2 separate regions of the Mus musculus genome follow, and region 1 is linked to region 2. The links are chromatin contacts, called in public HiChIP or PLAC-seq maps. All regions are on one chromosome and are shown on one strand. Each heading gives the region's core, a stretch centred on a gene start, on an enhancer-like site or on the middle of the called end of the contact. The rest is flanking DNA. Distances are from core to core; before and after follow the strand shown. Region 1 holds the start of Pfkfb3 (6-phosphofructo-2-kinase/fructose-2,6-biphosphatase 3). Region 2 holds the start of 4930412O13Rik (RIKEN cDNA 4930412O13 gene).

Region 1 (4,821 bases), core at 1,618-4,117, 1.6 Mb before region 2:
GTATGGGTTACATGAGACCCTGTTTCTAAAACAAAACAATTCACCCCGCACAAACCTTCTTCCTAACTGCCTTCCTTCCTCCTTGGTCTTTGACTCGATTCCTTGACCTTTCTAATCTCCAATCTTCCCTTCGCTCCTTCCTGTAGACAAGGGGTAGAGGGCTGTGGAATGTGGACTAGAATGCACAGTACTTTCTTTTGGCTTTAGCAGGGTCTAGATTGTGACTCAATCTAAAGGAAGTTGTCAATCAGTCCTAGTGATTGGAGTCACCTGGCTATAAGTCACCCGACTTAAAGAATGTTCACATTCTTGGCTGTGTCTTCTAAAGAGCTGAGTTCATAATATCCACCTGGGAACCTGGGAGTTAGTGAAGCCCTAGGGGACTGCGTTTGAGGTAAAGATAAGGGTGTATTAACAGAACTAAGGGAGGAATTGGAAGGATGTCTAAACAGCAAAGCTGAGGAGGAAACCTTTGAATGTAGGTGTAGCAAGGTTGGTCCTAAGGAGGATCATGTTGGAGCAGTTTTGCCTTCCACAAACACAGCTTTTACCTGTGGTTGCAAGCCGACAGCTTCAGAGGACCAACAAACAAGTGTGAATTCAGCTGTGTGCCTCACATTCCACCCTTTCCTAGATATCTGGAGCCCTAGGCAGGGTAAAGGTGATTTCCCTTTACCTACCTGGTAGCAGAAGTGACTGGAGAACTTAGTGTTTGTTCTGGGTACCCACTACATTGTTGACTCCAGGAAAGGAAAACTGCCCCATCTGAGAATGCTTAGCTGCCACCTGACTTGAGGACTGACCTTAAATCGAGAGATTTAAACATGATAAAAGAGAAATAAAAGATCGTTCTCCACTGGTACCATTCCCACCACGTTCTCCCTGGCGGTTCCCAGCAATCTGTTCCTAAGCTTTGACATCTGGCCATTTGCCTGGCTTGTAGGTGTGTGCAAACTCAAGCGGGCACCTGGGAACATGGCACAGGCCTGTAATACCAGGCTGAGAAAGGAGCAAGCTTGAGGCCGGCCTGGGCTGCATAGGAAAACTGTCTCAAACAAAGCAAAACAAACAGAAAACCTAGTGGAAACTTTACAAGCGTCCAGGTGCACTATGGTTATTGGGAGTCGGGAGTGGGGAGTCTCCTGGCAGGGATGCACTCTCACCCCCATCCCTTCCCCCTCCCCCTCAGCTTGCAAATACCAGTAAGGGAACCCTTCTGGAGACTACTAGATGTTTTCCTTGTCGAGTCAGTCCATTCTAATTTCAGGAGTGGAGCGAGATTCTCCCTTGGGCTTTCTAGGGTGTCACCTCTGGCATTTGCTCTCACTGAAGAAAAACAAGTTTAAATGTAATGCACCGGGTTTCTTTCTGAACAGCTGCCTGAGCACAGAAATCGGAAGGTCAGCAAAGCTGTCCTGGGGTTGGGGACAGGTATTGAGGAGGGTGGTACCGGAGAGCAGGGTGCAGGAATGGCGGTTAGAGCTGGGAGGTTCCCAAGGGCTACTCGCCAGGTGAGCTCCAGGTCTCCTAAGCTCGCCAGGCTGCCGGAGAAGGCAAGGCGGAGGCCCCAGGCGGGGCGGGCTGGGTTGGGAACAGAGCAGCTGCGCCCGCCGCCGGGGGGCCGGCGCCCTCCCAGCAGAGCATGCAGGACGTGCGCGACGTGTGGCAGCCTCTGCGCAGACTTTTCCACTGCAGTGTGGGGTTCCGCGAGCGCCTCCAATCACAGCTCAGCTTCACCGCGACGTGTGCAGCTTGCGCTAAGCAAGGCAGATCTTCTGAGCGGAGGCTTCCTTCGCTAAAATCACATTTAAAGTGTCTTGTCTCCACGGCCTCCCGTGCAGCGGTCCTCACCGAAAGATCCCTTAGATCGTCGCTGAATAAATGAACTCTGGCGGTTCAACGATTGCCTGTTATGCATGTATCTCCAGCCTATGCAAAGTGCAAAAATCGGAAAGGAAGCGAGGGCATGTTCACATCAAACAAAATATAGCCGGTGTGCTAGAGCGGGCGCGTGGGGGTTGGGTGGGTGACATGAATTTAGGATCTAGCTGTCCCTTGATAGTTACTTTGGGGCTCATAGTCCGGTAATGGGAGAGGGAATGGGGTCTACTTTTAATCACTACTTGCAGAAGGGGTATGGAATATGGCCCATGTTGAAAGGGAAAATAATACCAACCGCCCCCCGCATCCCAAAGTTCCTTTTCGGTCGAACCTTCCTTCCTTCCTTATTTATTTATTGCCCCCCTTCAAGCGCCAGGCACGGTAGCACTGAGTGAGGGGTAGCAACACTACCCAAGCATGTTTCCCGGGGATTCAGGAAAAGTATGCGCCCGTGCCCGGAGGTGGCAGTGTCAGCAATGGCAGGGGACATAGTGGGCGATAATGCACAGGTGTTACCAGGAGGCAGCTCTGACCTGCGTCTTCACTTGGACTGAGCCAGTCCCCAAATCATGTAACTATGGTGCATGGTGTTGGGGCTCCCACGGCTTGTAAGGCTGAACTGGGAAGATGCTTTTACATAGCTCTAGCTCTGTGTGTGTGTGTGTGTGTGTGTGTGTGTGTGTAGGGGTGGAGGACTGTCAACGAACCACATTGGACATTATCAGATCGCTGCTGCCTTCCAAGCACAGATGAGGAAAGTGGCTGGAATTATTTGGGGACTCCGTTCCTGTCTTGCGCCCTTAGGGAATAAACTTAGGGACGGAAAGGAGGACGAAAGAACCAGCCTGGGTTGCAGGAACAGAGCGTGCTGCTCTCGTCCACCCGCAGGGGGCGGCAGCAGGCTGTCTCTTGGCCTTGCCCACCCTTCTCTCCACGTGAAAGGGGGCTGGGACGCAAAGAATGCGGCCCGCCCCGAGGCTGACGCGCCGCGCTACCGGTCAGATCTTAAAAGGCCGGGCAGTGCGTGTGGCATCCCGACAGAACTGGAGAGGAGCAAGTGGCAGTGCTGGGTGTTGGGACCGTGGCTGTCACTGCGCTGGAGCATCCCTGAGCTTTTGAACAGAGCCGACTAGTCAGCAGTGCAGCAGCCGCAACTCCACGCCGCTCTCATCTGTCTCGTGTCTCCGCTCAGGCGATCCTTCCTCCGAGACTCCGCACAAAGCACATTTTCCAAAGCAGTGCAAGGGAGCGCCCAGCCGCGTGCAGGCGGACGCACCCTTCCTGTCCTTTGTTCCGGGGGGATCTGCTGCTGCTCTTCTCCCCAAGTCGGAGTCTTTCCTCCAGGGGTGGCGGGTCGCCGAATACAGCTACGAAGATGCCGTTGGAACTGACCCAGAGCCGGGTACAGAAGATCTGGGTGCCCGTCGATCACCGACCCTCGTTGCCCAGATGTGAGTGCAGGCAGCCACGTGGGGGGCTAGGTTGTAGATTGCGCCGCGTGCAGAGCCCGGCCATTGTGTGTGCAGCGGCTTTGTGCCGGTTCCCCTCTGCGGGAAGCGCACTCGTGCCGGTCGGCCCGGCCCGGCGAGGCGGGGGTGGCGGCCGGCTGCGTCTCCCAGGCTGGGCAGAAGGGGCGCTGTGGCTCCGGAAACCTCCTGTGTGCCCGGCCCGGCCTGGGCTCTCTGGGCCAGCGCCTCCCAGAGGCTGGAGAGACCTGGCTGCTCCGGAGTCACCCTGGCCGACTGCAGCAGGGGCGCGGCCGCCCACACCAACGCCCCCTTTTCTTTGGGTCTCCTCTGGTTCACGGTCTTTTTTCTTCCTCGGATCTTTGCACCTCTGTATATTTCCATCTTCGCCGTCACTCCCGTGACTGCAGATCCTTGGTTGCAGGGATGGTTTATGGGTTGGTGACTAGTGTTGTATTACAGACGCACTCGTTTACCCGGAGCACGGAATTTGCTGGCAGTTTCTCTTAGTGCCTCACCTGTTGCTGCTGTGAACGATTTGGGAAGGTTTCATTCACTTCCATCCCTAGATAGGAAGAGGTGCCTCTGGGAAGAGCGGATGGAATTGCTCTAAGGCAATGCTTCCCTCCCAGGCAGCAGGCCCAGGAGCCCACGGGGGTAAACAGGAGCGAGCTGCCCAGTGGACACGTTGCTCACATCACGTTTGTAGTTTGAGAATCTACTGGCAAAACTGGGAGGTGGTTTCCTGTCACCCTGGGACACTGGAACACCAGGCTGCAGGGTAGGTTTCTCTGCTGTCACGTTTCTCAGGATGGCCATCACAGGACATGACAGCTCTCGGAGCTTTGTGGGTCTGAGTCACTTACTGGTTTCCCTGCCTCCCTGTGGTGCAGTATGAGACCTCTAGCAGGTCTTCCCTGCTGGACCTGTGGGCTTCGGTGGAACTCTGTCCCCAAGACAGTCTCCTTTTCTTTTGCTCAAGTAAGTCAGAGGTAAGGGCTTGGCAAGGGTTCTTCCCCAAACCCTGTCAGACACGTTTATGCACCGGGGCCACCTTTATGAAAATGCCCCAGGGTAAAACCAAGCCTGTGGGACACCTATAATCTCATTACACTGTAGCTGGGAAACTAAGGTCAAAGAATCATGAACCTGGACTACACAGTGAGACCCTGTCAATAAATAATAATAATAATAATAATAATAATAATAATAATAAAAACAGGGAAAGTTGGTAAGTTGGTCAAATTTAGACAGCATGCTGCTTCTGGACTTTTTAGTCAGGCAGATTATAGCGTTTTCTATTTTTTAAACTGAAATTGGTCAAACAATAGGGCCTGGTTTTCTATGTATGTGTACAGCCATGTGATTGCAGAATACATTCTTCCCTTGTTTGGGTCTGAGAGAACCATGGCAGCTTTTGCAAGAACCCAAGTTCAGTGACACTGGCTCAGTGAAAGACATCACCGTGCAGCGG
Region 2 (4,660 bases), core at 365-2,864:
CCCTTCGCTTCCTTCCCAGACGCACAGCGACCACGGTCTTTTCACTTCGTTTTCTATTAATCAATCGCATGGAAGGAAGATTGATCGAGCTGGAATGGGAAGTGACTTTTTCCCTAGTCCTTGGGTCGTCGGGGTCCCGGGCTGTGAATTTAATTTCTGGCCTTCGGTGCTGCTCTGCTTTCTCCCCGACCTCCCAGCCCTTCAGGTTCCGGGCTTCACTTCAGTCGGTAACCGCGCCATCAGATCCGCCCAGGCCGGCGCCTTGGCTCCGGGAGGAGGGACAAGGCAGCACGCCCCGCTCCGCTTCGTTTTCCAGCCTGCAAACATTTGCTGCCTCTAGGAGAATCCTACTATTCCGCTTGCGCTCGGCGTGCAAAGTCCCTAAGTAAACACGCTCAAATGACAGCCCTAGGCATTCCGAGGCACGCTTTCTACCCCTGCCCAGGATTAGTAACTATAGTACTTCGACCCCCGGGGTTTGGCTTTGCAGGTCACTCTCTGGAGGGCTGCGCTCAACAACCCCCCCACCCCCGCGACCCCCAAAGTAGCATCTTTTCGCATCTCGGCCCCGCGGAGCTCGCCTGGTCTCTCTCGGAGTCAGGTTCGGGTTGTTGACTCTGGGTGGATTTCTACCTTCTGGGTCCATGGCCCCAAGTGATGAGGCCCAATCACTCGCTAAACCTTTTTTTTCAATCAGGGCTTCCAAATTCTGAAGGGGACCGGTTGTGTCTACTTCTAGAGGGATGGGGTCGCCCTAGTGAAGGCGAGTGGGAGGGACCTGAGGATGGGCAAGTGTGTGTGTGTGTGTGTGTGTGTGTGTGTGTGTGTGTGTAGGGGGGTGAGGGGTGTCTCAGCTTACTCCACGCATAGAGTAAGTCAGATCCATTTCTTACCCTTTCCCCAAGAGGGCACACATACCCTGCTCAACTTGACGCCTCCAGCAGCAGCCTCAAGGCCTGGGTTTTCAGATAGGCCAAATTGACTCCGGCTATCCAAGTACAACAGCCCCAGATCCCGGTTCTAGCTGAGCCTTTGCCTGCTCCGCTCCAGATGCTGAGTCCCCAGGGAACCGTAGCGTTCGTCAGCCCCTTACCCTATAGAGAGAGGCCTCATGAACTGCAGGAGCCAAAGACTCCAGGCAGCAGCGGCAACAGCATTCTCCTTGATGGCTTTCTCTTGCCTTTCCCCCAGCTCCGCCAGATGCTCCAGGGGAAGAAGGGGAATGCGGTACACCGAGCCAGACCCGGTGTGCCTTGGGGTTGTGGTGGTGGTGGCACCCCAGGTCTTTAAGGGGGCACCCAGACGTCCCTTAACGAGGCCCGGATCAGCTTTGTAGCTCTCTGGAACTGAAGGATTGGGACCACCTTTCCCTCCGGCCTCAAGCCCCCTCCCCTCCCCCACCACCCGCCAAGGGAAGAGGAAGCCCGGCCTGCATTTGCGAGCAAGGCGGGTCAGACCGGCGCCTGTCCTGGCCCAGACCCCCGGAGTCCAGCTCTCCGCCTCAGGCCACGCGCCGCAGCCTCTCCGGACTCGATCCCTTCCCCCTTCTTCCCGGTGGGTCTCGGAGCCGACCTCGGCCCTCCCTCTCCGGTATCCCCCTCCTCTCTTTTTCCCTCCCCCTCCCCTGCTCTGTGTTTCTGACTCTGGGGCCGGCCCGTGACGTCAAACCCAGTGTGGCGTCGGCGAGACTGGCCGGCGCGGGCCATCAAAAGAGCAACGTCCTCTTTCCCAATTACCCACTGTCAGTCCGGGAACAGGGGCGGACCGGCTGGGAATTACATGTTAAATACCCCCTACAGGCTGGATCCAGTGCCCGGGGCGCCTAGCCTCAGGCCCCCTACCCCTCTCTGCCAACCCTAAACTACCTCAGACCTGGAGGGGCCTATTAGATATTTTGTTTTTCCAAGGGAGGGGAGTGTCTTTGCATCCAGTCTAGCTCCTCTGGTGATTGAATTAAGACGAATAATCCTCTCCATCCCCACTACTACATCTATTAGAGAGGCGCCCCTACTAGGGAAGCCATCCTTTTCAGAAGTATATTCTTTTTCAGTCTTTAAAAATACGTTCTAAGCCGTATAGACTAACATGTTCAGTTCTTGGCGTCAGCAGCTTTCTTTCTTGTCTCCAGAAGGATTTCTTTTGCGCATTAAAAAAATTATTATTATTATCATCTACATCTCGGTGCCCGGGACCAAAGAGATATGCTTACTCGAGACTTTTCTCGAAGCTGTGAACTAGGGACTGGCTGACTGATGCCTTATACAACTCATGAGTGATACAGCAATAGTATTTTTCCCTTTTAAACTCTCATTCTAGATCTTAATCCCGGGCCTTTTAGCAAAAATGTGTGTGCGGTCTTCTCTGCTTGTTTATGGAATGGTTTCCGGTGAATGTTAGACAGCAACTAAATAATTAAAAGGTTTTGAGAGCGCCGTGAGCTGGAAGAGATGCTGGCAGCTTGATTGGCCCAGGAGAGATGGGTTGGTCAAAGAGTGAAAGTAAAAAAATCGATATTCTAAGACTGGGCCGCCCTCATAAACGTGGGACCAAGGGGTGCAGGGTGAACTCAGAAGGGAGGGAAGACTCGTTTTTAAAAAAAAGGTATCTTCGTAATTTGTATTTAGAAATTCAGCCTTGATTTCAGTCAAAGATCAGATGTAAAAGGGGGGGGGGTGTCAGGAGAAGCTCCAAACCCAAGCCCGCAGGGCACATTTCTAAATAAATTTTGTCTTCTTCAAGGGTTGTATTGTAAAAAGAACGCACCTTCCCTCTCCCCGCACTCCACTGGCTTCAAGGTAGATATTGATGGCTTTTCTCCACAGTAGAATAGAAGAAGTTACTTGGAACTTTTAAGAAAGGGCTTGTCGGGAATCCAAGTTTTGAATAAGTGGGAAATATTATGGGGTAAAGAAATGAAGAGGGGATGACGCCTTCAGTTCCAGTAACCCTCTAAAGCCAAGCTCTCTGCCCTGGAGGGTGGAATGGGAACACCTCTTACACTGCCCTGGGGTGCACCCGAAGTCTCTTTCGGACCTTGCTCATCCGGGCAGTGTTTTCTGGACCCAGGCTGCAGAAACCTCAACGCCACTAGGGGATGCAGTGACTCAAAGGACGGAACAGGGCCGCAGAGGTTGGAGCCCGTGGGGCGGGGCGACTGCGGCCCGGTCGTGGTATCTCCCGATGATTGGTCCTTACAAATGGCCCCGCCCTCGTCCGCCCAGCCTCTCTACTGGGCGTCTTCCAGCCTCTCTCCTGTGTCAGCTTGCGGCCCTCCCACCAGACCCTGTCCCAGAGACCCAAAATGTCCAGGGAAGTTGCGGCTGGGTCCACCCCGGAGGTCAGGGTTGGATATTATAGAGGGGACCGTTTTCCTCGGGTGAAAGCAGAATAAAGTAGCACCCCGAGCTAGGCGAAGAGAAAAGTTAGGCTATCGCAGCAAAGATCAAGTTAGTTGTACACGGTACTTCGGGGACCAGTGAGCCTAGGTCTCGCTAAGCCAGCTTTTTATGCATCGCGTTGTCACTAAGGTCAAAAGCACACATTGATGATATCATTAGATCCGAAAAAGACAGCTGCAACAGCTGACGCTGTTCGTTCTGGAGAGGTTTGGGAAAGCAAGCAGAGACCATAACAATAACGCGGGCGTCCGAATCAAAGCCCAGGTCCTCCGCGCGATTCAGCAGCCTCCCGGAAAGCTGGTTCGGAGGCAAATCTTCAGTTACTTCGCCATGAAACTTTTCTAATCTGTTTTACATGCACATAGCCCCTAAGCTGATATAAACTGAAAAACGTTCTGGCTTGAATCCTAATTTAAAAGTTTGCTCATTTTTAAAAAAGTATCGAAAAGTCTGCTTATGGAAATTAGCTTTATGAATGGGGCAGCCGGGTTTCACTCGTACGGAATAATCTACTGAGCCCGAATGAATCGGCTTTGCTACATTTAAAGGGCCAGAGAGCGAATTCCCTCCTGCCTGTCCCCTCTGCCCCAAGCCCGGGCGGGCCTCGCCCACCCTGCCCGCGGCCCCTCTGCCCTAGGCGGCCCTTGGCGGCGCCCCTTTCCGGTCAGTAGAGGGGCGGGAGGAGGGGCGGCGGTGTGCCGGGGTGGGTGGGGGGGATGGGATGGGGGTGGAGGTGAAGTCCTGGAGCGGGTTTGGGTTGCAGTTTCCTTGTGCTGAGGATCGTGTCCCCTCCTGCCAGCGCCAGGCTCCTCCCCCTCGGCGCGGATGACACTAGAACCTCCTTAAGTTGCGTCGCGCCACAGCTGTCTGCGAACACTGAGCTGCCTGGCGCCGTCTTGATAGTTTCAGAAAGAATGCATTCCCTGTAAAAAAAAAATACTGAGAGAGGGAGAGGAGAAAGAGAGAGAGACTGAGAGAGCGAGACATAGAGAGCTACGCAATCTGACCGGGCAGGTCACACGCCTCCTCCTCCTCCTCTACGCTCCTTGCTACTCAGGTTGGTATTGTGACTTGTGACTTTTTTTTTTTTTTTAAGTTTGATATCACTCCCTCCTCTTGGAGGGACTGTTTGTGTGTGTGTGTTTGGGGGTTTGTTTGTTTGGTTTTTTGTAAACTAAAAGCTCAGCTTTCTCCTTTTGGAGGATTTGTAGTGGTTGGAAAGATCCTGGGGCCGGTGTCCTCCAGGGAGGACTTGTCCCCAA

Evidence for each region. HiChIP or PLAC-seq counts read pairs in DNA pulled down with a chosen protein or histone mark.
Region 1: a contact with region 2 is called in an H3K27ac HiChIP or PLAC-seq map of microglia, with 5 times the contacts expected there. The contact joins the promoter of Pfkfb3 here to the promoter of 4930412O13Rik in region 2. A contact is called at or near these places in 1 of 484 Hi-C or Micro-C datasets (embryonic stem cells) and 2 of 115 datasets of contacts at active chromatin or transcription factors (forebrain and microglia).

Annotation. Positions count from the first base shown.
Region 1 is chr2:11,500,136-11,504,956 of GRCm38.p6, reverse strand. It overlaps Pfkfb3 (6-phosphofructo-2-kinase/fructose-2,6-biphosphatase 3), which reads left to right and starts at 2,867. Exons shown (of 18, transcript NM_001177753.1): 1 at 2,867-3,332. The coding sequence starts at 3,257. Gm52500 (a long non-coding RNA gene) reads right to left here and starts at 2,947. Exons shown (of 3, transcript XR_003953759.1): 1 at 1,451-2,947; 2 at 681-803.
Region 2 is chr2:9,878,200-9,882,859 of GRCm38.p6, reverse strand. 4930412O13Rik (RIKEN cDNA 4930412O13 gene) reads right to left here and starts at 1,614. Exons shown (of 5, transcript NR_024257.1): 1 at 1,181-1,614; 2 at 919-1,094; 3 at 1-317. Gata3 (GATA binding protein 3) reads left to right here and starts at 4,260. Exons shown (of 6, transcript NM_008091.3): 1 at 4,260-4,455.